Regions from separate parts of the Danio rerio genome. Here region 2 is linked to region 1. The links are chromatin contacts, called in public Hi-C maps. All regions are on one chromosome and are shown on one strand. The core of a region is the stretch at or near the end of the contact, and the rest is flanking DNA. Distances in the headings are between cores, read along the strand shown.

What was found. Hi-C and Micro-C count contacts between places; a contact is called where the count stands out from the background.
Region 2: a Hi-C map of an unstated tissue shows a contact between it and region 1, with 4 times the contacts expected there. The contact joins the promoter of slc4a3 here to the enhancer-like site in region 1. A contact is called at or near these places in 2 of 18 Hi-C or Micro-C datasets (caudal fin and an unstated tissue).

What each region holds. Positions count from the first base shown.
Region 1 is chr9:47,771,434-47,777,308 of GRCz12tu, reverse strand. It overlaps hdac4 (histone deacetylase 4), which reads left to right. Exons shown (of 25, transcript NM_001039358.2): 13 at 510-643. Among named protein-coding and RNA genes, the nearest start is that of hdac4, 110 kb to the left of the region's middle. Within about 2 kb of position 3,193, at least 8 of the 62 cell types and tissues checked have an H3K27ac peak or open chromatin away from gene starts, as enhancers often do.
Region 2 is chr9:48,291,409-48,297,737 of GRCz12tu, reverse strand. slc4a3 (solute carrier family 4 member 3) reads right to left here and starts at 1,731. Exons shown (of 24, transcript NM_001423525.1): 1 at 1,509-1,731. It overlaps LOC110440050 (a long non-coding RNA gene), which reads right to left. Exons shown (of 5, transcript XR_012385632.1): 5 at 2,857-4,353.

The sequences.
Region 1 (5,875 bases), core at 1,944-4,443:
CACCCCAAAATGAAAACTAAATTATTAGTTCACTATGTTACAAACCTGGGCAGCATGGTGTCTCAGTGGTTGGCACTGTCATCTCACTGCAAGAAGGTCGCTGGTAAATTGGCCGTGAGGTGTGTGTGTGAGAATGTGAGAGTGTATGGGTGTTTCCCAGTGCTGGGTTGCAGCTGGAAGGGCATCCACTGTGTAAAACATATGCTGGATATCTTGGCGTTTCATTCTGCTGTGGTGACCCTTGATGAATTAAGGGACTAAGCCGAAGGTAAAGGAATGAATAAATGTTCTAAACCTGTATCCTTTTCTTAAGAAATGGTATTTTGATTTAGATTTTTTTAAACGCAGCTCTGCAAACAGAAATGAGTTTTGTCAGAGTTTCTGGATTAAATGCTCAGTTGTATTGCTGTCATATGTGACCATGGACAAAAAAAAAACAGTCATATAGATAGAAAAACAAAAACTTTGACTTCATGCTGACTTAAAAGTGTGTATTTGTCTTTGTACAGGTCTGGTGTACGACACACTGATGCAGAAACACCAGTGCATGTGTGGAAACAGTAACATCCACCCGGAGCACGCCGGACGCATCCAGAGCATCTGGTCACGACTGCAGGAAACTGGCCTGCGTGGACAGTGTGAGGTAATACTCGCTGTTTTATGTTCTAATGCTGACTCCATTTGATCTTTCTGCACCAAACTGATGACAGCTGGGCACTGTAGTGCGATTAAGAACGTTTCAGTCTATAGAGGGCGCTGTGGAGCCATCACAAACACAGCCACATCGCCCCGTTGATGAAACTTTATGAATAAACCTAAGCCTTTTGCTCAAGGAAAAAAGGGGGTGTGAGATTGATTCGAGTGCATTCGAGGGAAAATCAGGCTGGGAGAGAAGCAGACAACTTTTACATTAGAACAGAGGAGACAAAAAAAGTCTGAAGACCGCTCACAAAAATTTAAATAAAATGTAAAAAAAAAAAATATTAGAAATTCTTAGTTCGTGTTTTCTGCCACTTTTTTTGCTTTCCTTTTTTTTAATGGTAGCACCACATAAAGGGACAATTCACTCAATAATGAACACTATTTACACACCCTCAAGTGGTTATAAACTTTTATGAGTTTCTTCATGCTGTTTAACCCAAAAGAAGATATTTTGAAGAAAGCTGAAAACCTATAACCATTGACTTCCATAGTAGGAAAAAAAGAGCGTTTAAATTCAATGGTTACAGGTTTTAAACATACTTCAAAATATCTTCTTTTTTTGTTCAAGAGTAGAAAGAAACTCACAAAGGAGAGTAATATAGAATGTTTATTTTTGGGTAAACTAAAATCTTTCCAGCAGGATCTGAGATCAGTCAAAGAAGCAGTATTGTTAATTATTATTGTTAAGAGTTGTGAAATGTTGCCACTATCAATTTGAACAACAATAATTTTTATGTCTGCACAAAACTCCATACAAAAAAAAGCACCGCATTTTGTTTATTTGTTAAAAATTAATAATAATGTTCATTGTAATAGTGTTCATTTTCTTGTTTAGACGCATTGTTTTGCTTTATAATACACACTATACATATAATGTAAAATAAATATTGTCCCCAACTGTGGATGACTTTTAGTCTCGATTAAAATTGTACCTTTTTAGTTGAGCTTTTAGAGTCAATTGAAGAGATCAGGTTTTCAATGTTAAATTATTGAAAGAAGGTGAAAGTAAGGGCCAATTGGAGGAGGCTCATTCATTATCCTTGTGCTGCAGATGGTCTGTTTAACTGTATTCTCACTAGTGAAGCATTCAGTTTTTTCTCTTACTAAGTCGCCATGTTAATAGCAAATACGCCAAAGTGCGACACAACTGACTCTTAAAGGGAATGGGAGAGGAGACTCTGACTGGTTTATTCTCAAAACACACTCAGAACTCATTAAGAAAATAAGCTCAACCCTGTTAGACCATGTGCCGCATCACACAGCGTATTTTTCCGTTCTTAAAATTGCAAAAGTGGATTCAGACATACCCTCAATGTTTGTGTGCCATGCGCTTTAGACTTTGGGTCTAGATCGTTAAAATAGAACCCTATGTGTTTTACTTGTCTTGAAAATGCTTCTTGATTTAAGAATTGTTAGATTTTCCTACTCTAAGTAGGAAAAGCTATTTTTGCAGTGGAAACTTGAGGCCGCAAATAGACTGACTGAAGTCCAAGTCGAGTCTTTTTTGTTTGTTTGTCAAGCAAGTCTAAAGTCAAAATTTTGCGACTTAAGTCTGACTGAAGTCTGGTCATGTGACTGGAATCCCCCACGTCTGCTTTTGACTCCCAAAGTGGAAGCTTGGTTTATTTGCATTTTCATTAATTCATTTCCTTTGGGTTAGTCCCTTTAATCATCAGCGGTCGCCACAGCAGAATGAACCGCCAACTTATCCAGCATATGTTTTACACAGCGGATGCCCTTCCAGCTGCAACCAACCACTGGGAAACACCTATACACTACAGTCAATTTAGTTTATTCAATTCACCTATAGTGCATGTCTTTGGACTGTTGGGGAAACCGAAGCACCCGGAGGAAACTCATGCCAACACAGGGAGAACACGCAAACTCCACAGTGAAATGCCAACTGACCCAGCCAGAACTCAACCCAGCGACCTTCTTGCTGTGAGGCAACAGTGCTAACCAATGAGTCACCTCTTTTTAAAAAAGACCACGCTAAAAATATGTTGTCACCTGCGTCTGCAGCAAATTTTCATTCTATGCAAACTACACATGCTTCAAGACATGAATAAGATGATTCCACTCCGTTTTATTTTGCAAACTCAAAAAACCCCTTTTCCTCCCCAAAATGGGCGCAGAATCCCCGGCTGTGCCTGCTTATCTGGTCCTCCACCTGCTGAGGGCAATTCCTGAGCTCTGTCATCATCTGGAGCGCTGATCACTGCCGCCTTAATGGCCCTCGCTGGATCTAATCTCTCCTGCCACGCTGGCTCCATTGCGTCAGGCCTGTTAGAGTCAGTCGCGTAGCTGCAGTCTCTGTTTTCCTCCAAACAAACAAGTAAACAAGCACGACAATGGCGCACCCACCCACCCGCTCTCGCCCGCATGCGCTCCTTGGTGGGGATGTTTATTGTTCTGGGAGATGGAAACAGTGAATTGGGCCTCAATTAAAGGCAGTCATGCCTCTTAATACCCCCTAATCTACAGCAGGGGGGCCCTTAAAGAGTGTAGGGTTGTTTTAAGCTGCCGCCAGCCTGCACCGGACCCCCGCGGGCCCCTCTTTAACTGGCCCTGCTGTTAAATCCGAGATGTAGTACGTCCTGTTGCAGGTGTCACCTCCACTGAAAACCTCCCCAAAACGCTTCCACAGGTGGGCCGGTGGACCGATTCGCCTCCCTCTCTGATGGGTTTGTGCCTCGGAGGCCAGAGCTATTAAACAAAAAATGACATTATTGCAAATCCAGCAGCTCCGGCACCTCCAAGGGCCCACGGCTTTGTTCTGCAGACATGTGGGGCCTGGTTTGGAGTGGGAGGTGGATGTGGGGGTCTGTTTCAGCTCTGGTAGGACAGCTGAAAAAAAATGTAGGATAGATGGTGTGCAGGAAATTCTGTTGATCGTGTGGTTGATGAAACAGTAAAACGTTCAATTCAGTTCATCTTTATTTCTATAACGCTTTTTACAAGGCAGATTGTGTCACAGCAGCTTGAAGAAAATAGATGAGAGTTTATGCAGCTTACTATTTTAGATAGCATTCAAGCATATCAGACAGACAGAAGAGAGTTGTGGAATGTTGGTGTAGATCTGGTTAAATTAAAACGGATTAACCTCAGTTTTTTTTGTGTCACTGTTGAAGTTTATTTCAGTTTAAAACAAATATCACCGTTGAATACAAAAATCACCATTGAATACATCTCGGCAATACATACAGTGCTAAATACATGCAGATCTGCTTATCAGTTGATTTTAACCCTCTGGGGTCTGAGGGTGTTTTGGGGCTCTGGAGAAGTTTTGACATGCACTGACGTTTGTGTTGTTTTCAGTATCTTAAAAACATATTAATGGCTAAAGTGTGATAACACTGTAAACAGCACAATTTGGGCTACAATAATACCTAAGCAGCATGCTTGTCTGTGTTTGTGTTTTTGAGAAAGAAACATTTATGCATGGTTAGTGAAATCTTACATTTTGAAGTCACTGAAACAAGGCCGTGAAACACACAGAGAACATTTGTGCACAAGACTTTTGAGAACTGGATCTGGTAGTCTAGTGTTTTTGCTTCAAAATGATGTTACTTTATCAAGCAATGTTTGTTTTCAACTTGCATAGCTGCGTTTAAAAGTAGACAATTTAAGCTTTTTAGAAATACATGTCTCATCTGTGTGAGTTTTGTATTCACGGAGTTTCAGCGCATTTTACTGATACACTTCTCAGCAGTTCACGGAGAGAGAAAAGACAGAATGCCTACACTGTTTGTTTTCCTTATTTTGCAAAAGCACACACGTTTGTTGTTGTTGTGAGTGTACACAACAAAAAGTAGACACATAACAGATTTGATTGATGTATTGATCTTATGTGTACGATCAAAACTGAAAGTGTAATTTAAGTTCATTTCAGCAGTTTGACAACACTACTGGTCAAAACGCAGGTACACGGTCTTCGACCCCAGAGGGTTAAGAAAGACATTTTTGTAAACATTTGTTATCTTCAAAAATCAATGTTTTTGGACAGACTTGGCTTATGCTGTATAATTTACATTGTTAACCAATTGAAAATGTATTTTTAAAAATTTAAAATGTAAATTGTAGCTTTTTAACAAACAATAACAAAATGTTGAAATATAAATATTTAAATATTTAAATAAAAATAGTAAAACAAAGAAATACACTTACATAAAAAAGTATGTATATGTAATGTATATGTATATTTAATGTATTTCTACAGAAATGTCCCAGTATTTCTTTGTTGTAATAAGGATATCTCAATTAACCCCAAAAAAGCCAAAGCAAAGCAAACACTGCCAGTTTCTTTGGCATAAATGCAGCACTACAAATATAAAAATCGACTTAGACCTGATTTATAATGATTTTTTCAGCTGTAGTTTGAAACTTACACTGAGAAAATGCTTTTACCTAAGGACTTATTTTGCTGTCGCCATCTTGTGGTGGAACGTCAGCCGTCACTTTCTTTGGACCGCTCAGACAGGCTAATGGCTGCCGATGCTCTGAATACGAAATTTTTTAATCCGAAGTATTATTTTGATTACTTTGATTAAAAGATTATTTACATTCTTTGTGATTATTTTGCGTTTAATTAAGAATTTGGCAGGATTGCAAATATTTGCGACTTTTTGCTGATTTTACATAGGATTCAGCGATTGCGGCCTGGTATGTTATACACAAATAAATAAAAAAGACTTTAATAAATAAAAAAAAAGAATTGTAAAATGAATGAAAGTGTTTTTGGTGCAATTATCTCTTTGTCATTGGCCCATAAACATTTCATAACTGTAACAAAAGGCAATTCAACCATAACTTAATGTTACAACAGCTATCATAACATTATCAATATTTGGCTCATTTTTAGATTCTAGGAAGCTATAAAAATGTAAAACAGGAAATGCGTACAATTATTTTTCTTTACATCTCTCAAAATAGTCTGTCTGCCTGTCTGTCTGTCTGTCTGTCTATTTTTGAGAAAATTATTCAAATTTGTGAACAAACAACTTAATATTTTAGATCCATCTGTAACATATTTCTTAATAAAAAAATAATCAGGGTGAGGCAGTGGTGCAGTAGGTAGTGCTATCGCCTCACAGCAAGAAGGTTGCTGGGTCGCTGGTTCGAACCTCGGCTCAGTTGGTGTTTCTGTGTGGAGCTTGCATGTTCTCCCTGCGTT
Region 2 (6,329 bases), core at 482-2,981, 520 kb before region 1:
TTACAACGTAGATTGTGTCAAAGCAGCTTCACATAAATGGTCATAGTAACTGGATCAGGGTGGTTCAGTTTTTAGTGTTTAAGTTCAGTTCAGTTTAGCTCAGTTCAGTGTGGTTTGAAATCATTACTGAGAGTCTAAACACTGAAGAGCAAAAAATTAGATTGATATGATCAAATTTTCTAGACCTGGTAAGAACTCATTTTGTATTAGCTGAAGTTTATTAATAGAGGATGCTGGGCAACCAGCAAACAGAGCATTACAATAATCCAGCCTAGAAGTTATGGTTATTAAGCATGAACTAGCTATTCTGCATCTGAGATGGATAGCTTCGTAACTTTTCTCAGATGAATGAAGGCGTATTTTTGTGACATGGGAGATGTGATTTTCAAAAGTTAAATTGTTTGCACAGGAAGTTTGGCCAGAAGAATAAAGGTTGTGCCCAACAGAGCCTGGTTTCTCTCAAGGTTTTTTCCCCCCTTCACTTCATCAATTGGTGAAGTTTTTTTTCCTCGCCACTGGCTTGCTCAGATCAGGACTCAGTTGATATCAGTTGATTGGCTCTTCAGTGCTTAAACTTTCAGCAGTGACATTTAAACCACACTGAACTAAACTGAACTTAAACTCTGCAATCTGGACTTTACCAGAACTAGGTTAAGTGGCTTTGACACTTTCTACATTGTAAAAAGTGCTATACAAATAAACATGATTTGAACTGAATTGGATTTTATTTTGTGATGATTTGGAATTATAAATATAGTTTTGTTTTCAGCATTGTTAGCATATAGGTATTATAATTGCTTATGTATAGGATTTTAGGTCACGCTGATGGTCTGTTTATTGAATTTAAGTTGCATTGCATCTATATGTCAACTAATTCTCTTTAGATTGTACGTAGACTGTTAGGTTGGGGTTGGGGTTAAGTTTAGGGTTAGTGTAAGTCCACATGTACTTGCAAAGTTTTTTTAGTTAAATGTCTGTTGAAGGAGCAGTATCAACAGATATTAAGCAGTCAGTCAACTAGTACTTAAAAGGACCATCAAAATAAAGTGTTACCGGATTTTATATTGGAATAAATCCTTAAACCTTCAATTTTATTAAAGCACTAATTAATTCAACTTTCCCAGTGATGGGTTGCGGCTGGAAGGGCATTCGCTGCGTAAAAAAATGTGCTGGATAAGTTGGCGGTTCATTCCGCTGTGGCGACCCCAGATTAATAAAGGGACAAAGGTGAAAAAAACATGAATGAAGGAATAAATAATTGATTCAACTTCCAGTTTTCCAGTTTCTGTGACACCCAGGCCAGGTTATCCCTACTCTCAGTCACCCCAATCACTCCGATCACCCTCACCTGAGTTTTGATTAGCTCGCACCTGCACGCCATCCCCTGCCATTTACACCAGCCCCATATAACCCAGCACCTCCACTCACTCAGTGTCCGGCCTTATTGATTGTCAGAAGGACTCACACTCACAGTCGGTGCAATCTAGCTTTCTCAGAGTATTACTTACCTGTCCTGTTTACCTGTTATCTCCAGTGTTCCTTATCTCCCTACTTCCTAGTGTGATGCTCATCTGTTGCCTCTGTCTCCCACTCCTTCCATGAACCTGGTTCCATTCATCCTTCCTCTGGTTCCTCCATATCATTCGATCCACTACTTCACTTCCAAGCTGCAATAGATTCTTGTTTAGTCTTAATATCTTCATCTTCCACTGTTTTTAATAAACTGTTTACATTTTACTCACAGTTCTGGTTTCTGATCTTCTTCTGTGACCTTTACAATGAAAATAAAATGTAAAAGGAAGTGCTATTTAAACACTATTTTTTTTTCTTTTAAAACCTAATGAAGATGAATTAAACTAGTTAACATTCACTCAGTGAATATGAATGTCAGTGTCAGCAAAATCTTTAAAATATTCATGAGCTTTTAAAGCAAGATCAAACCATATTAAATTAAATGAGGGAGAGGATCGTCCTATCTCATCCGTGCAGGGAATATTTTAAAGGTGCAGTAAGTCAGTGTCTTTTTAAACATGTTGTGTTGTGCTGGTTGAAAGTCTTTTCCCATTCCACTAATGATTAAAGTAATGTGTAAGGTATGTGTAACCCCGCCGGTCCTACACCACCCAACCCGATTCGAGCTGGGATTGAACCGGCGACCTTCCGCATGGGAGTTGATTGCTCTACTGTAGCATCTGAGGAGCCTCTAGAGGAGTGAGGTTTACTTGCACAGCACTAGATGGCCTCCTTTACATAAGACATGAAACTTAAAAATGTTCATCCAATTAAATATTGTCAGGCAGACATTTCCCAAAATTCTGATAAGGAGACTAAACTGTCTGTCAGTGAATGTTGATCTTTACAACTGTGCACCTCTGTTCACCAGATCCACTAATTGCATGCACGTGCTGCGAGATCATGTGCAGACGAGACAATAACATCAGTAAAATCAATTGCTAAATCAAAACATTAAAATCCTGAATCAACATTGGAGTTACTTTTGCTCACTTGAGGAAGGACGACACCGTGGCTGAAGTAATTTTGTTAGATGTTCTGTTTTAAAACTCTTTTAGTCACGCAAAGCTGACGTAGATTGTGTTGTTATAATTGGGTTATATGCACAGAAGTGTTGTTCAGCCACTAAAATCTTGATAAATGTGACTGTTTTTATCTTCATTCTTTTACAGCATCGATATTATAGATTTTATTTCATTTAACAACAAAGCAGAAGTAAATAGCGCTATTTTGCCATGCCTGCTTTACTAAGCTGAAGTTTGTTCTATATTCACATCACATTGGTTCATTTTTGAACTATGACAACCTGTGATGTATTATAAATGACAATTAAAGAATCAGTTAAAAAGGAAAAAAGTACATTAACAACATTATTCATTTCTATTCATTTGAAGATACACAAATCAAACTACATCAAATGAAAAGTAAATCTGTGTTACCTGATCTAAAATAAAAATTACTGTAGAGTTTAAACATTGCATCTTATTATATTGTCAAATTAATATATTGTTGTTGTTTTATCCAATTGTATGTCGTATTTTGACACTCCTGTTATTCAGCAATGTTTAATATTTACAGTAATTTTACTTTTTAGATAAGATTGCAATGATTATTGTTTATTTGATACCGAGCCTTTAATTGTCATTTATAAGAGATTTATAAAGCATAAATAGTCCTCACTTTAGATTAGGTCACAAAACTGCATGAAGTTGAGTTAATAAAGCATTTGTTAACATACATAACATTAATATATGCTTGAATATTAAGATGTAAAAACCTTGATTTAAATAGTTTATTAATCATTTATGAACTCATTCTGAATTATCTTAAAAACCTCTAACTACTCTTAAATACTACTTGTTTGTAAATAATGCAGTACTTTATTTAGTAATGAAAAATAAATCATTAAAAAAAGTATGAAAGTACATTCAATAAGAACATTAAACATATGGTTTTAAGCCAAGAAAACAGCATTTGTAGCTGCAGTTATAAACTGCTTACTAACGTTTATTAATGTAGGGTTAATGCTTAACATTTGATGAATTCACTAGATGCTAATGCTTAATAAATGGTTCATTGTGTGTAGTTATTATAAAGTGTTACCAGTACATCAGTTATTAGAAATTAGTTATTTAAACTATTATGTTTAGAAATGTGTCTCTCCGTTAAACAGAAATTTGGGAAAAAATAAACAGTAGGGCTAATAATTCTGACTTCAACTGTATGTAAACTTCTGGTTTCAACTGTATTTGTGCATTATCCCACATGAAAAAAATTATATAAATAGTAAATACTATAGTGTTTTAAACCATAATGTGTTGAAGTGTATTAAAATGAATATATTATAGCATTTATCACTATTTACACAACCCAGGCTTATTCTGATTATGTATCCCGATATACGTTTCTGGAGATCACCAAATACCAGCAGCTAAGTTTTTTGAAGTTTTTCTTTTTCACCCCCCATCATTTATACATGTAAATATTTTAATTATACAACTAGTTGTGGCACAAATACAAATATATTAAAGTCTGAGAGCGATATAATTAAAATACCTTCAGTTCTGCCCCCAGCCTCCCTTAAATCTTTCACTTTTACAGTTACAGTGAAATCACACCCATTCATTATTCTAAAAAGCTCCTCCTTAAATTGCTTTTCTTATCTGCTCTCTGTCTTTCTCCTTTAATTTTAAAAGCCATCTGTCTGATATCTTGTTTACAGAGCTCATTGCCCAGACTGGCCGCTTGCCTGCTGGTGACGGTGCTTTAAAAGAGATCTCCTCCTCCGACGTGAATCCCAGAAAAACACAGATCCAGCATTCCTGCATGCGTCACATGGGCCTGGAGGAGGGCAGACATTATCAGCTATAGTGAGACAGACGATGTGTGTGTACTTATGTGATTTATGAGGACATACAATTGTAAATCAACATAATAAAAAATAAAAAAAAAACACTGAATACACTGAACAAAAAAATGTTTCATTGTATTTACTAATTTGTCTTAAGGTAAGTAGTCACAAACAATTAATATGATAAGATTCAAAGGAAAGAAGATTTTTTCAACACATTTCTAAACAATAATTTTATTAACTTATTTCTAATAACTGATTTATTTTATCTTTGCCATGATGACAGTAAATAATATTTGACTAGATATTTTTTCAAGACACTTTTATACAGTTTAAAGTGACAATTAAAGGCTTAACTAGGTTATTTAGGTTATAGGCAGGTTAGGGTAATTAGGCAAGTTATTGTATAATGATGGTTTGTTCTGTAGACTGTCGAAAAAATATATAGTTTAAAGGGGCTAATAATTTTGTCCTTATAATGATTTTTAAAAATTAAAACCTCTTTTATTCTATAGCTGAAATAAAACAAATAAGACTTTTTCGAAATGAAAAAATATGATCAGACATACTGTGAAAATGTCCTTGCTTTGTTAAACATCATTTGGGAAATACTGAAAAAAAAATCAAATAAAAAAAAAATCAAAGGGGGGCTAATAAAACTGACTTCAACTGTATATTCTTTGTAACCACTTAAAAAACTTAGTAAATCAAATGAGCTATTTTTTTTAGTATGGTTTAAGAAGGCATGCTTTGTGTCCTCGTAAATCAAAATGCATAAAATCCTACTTGATGTGTTTTGACTTACAAAATGTGGCACTGGTTTTCTGTGAGGGTAGGTTTAGAGGTAGGCTAAAGCTATATAGTAAGTAGTTTTTTTTCTTTATGAAATACATAACGACTATATGGAGAGTCTTCATAAAACACAAATACAACTGTGAGTGGCAAGAGGATGGTTGGCATTAAAAAATTGTCCAGCAAAATGAAGATATTGACCTAAAAAAAATTATAATAAAAAAATTATATATATATATAGTGGAAGTAAGAATTATTAGCCCTTTTGAAGTTTAGTTTCTTTTTTAAATATTTCCTAAATGATGTTTAACAGAGCAAGGAAATTTTCACAGTATGTCTGATCATATTTTTTTCTTCTGGAGAGTCTTATTTGTTCTTGTCTTATTTGGTCAAAATTGTTAGCACCTTTAAGCTATATATTTTTTCGATAATCTACAGAACAAACCATCATTATACGATAACTTGATTAATTACCCTAACCTGCCTAGTTCATCTTATTAACCTAGTTAAGCCTTTGAATGTCACTTTAAGCTGTATAGAAGTGTCTTGAAAAATATCAAGTAAAACATTATTTACTGTCATCATAGCAAAGATAAAATGAATCAGTTATTAGAAATGAGGTATTAAAACTTGCATACTGCACCTTTAAAATGCTAAAATTAGTGTTATTCTCTTATTATTTTTCAAGTTTATGTTGCTTTTACTGGCATGCCATTTTTTTTTACAGTTTTACCAAAGCATTTTAAAGGTGCAGTATGTAAGTTTGACAACCAGTGGTTGAACTAGGTATTACATTTCTGGATCAAAAGGCAAGCAAAGGCAAAGGTTGCCAGATCAAGGAGCGAGTCTGACTATAGAGCCTAAAGGCTGATTTAAACCATGTTCTAAATAAAAGCATCATATCTAATATCACTGGGAGACACCCATACACACTCAATCACACACATACACTACAGCCAATTTCTGTGTGGAGTTTGCATGTCCCCGTGCATGGGGGACATGGGTTTCCTTTGGGTGCTCCAGTTTCCCCCACAGTCCAAAGACATGTGCTATATAGGTGAATTGAATGAACCAAATTGGCCATATTGTGTGTGTGTGTGTGTGTGTGTGTGTGTGAATAAGTGTGTATGGATGTTTCCCAGAACTGGGTTGCAGCTGGAAGGGCATCCACTGT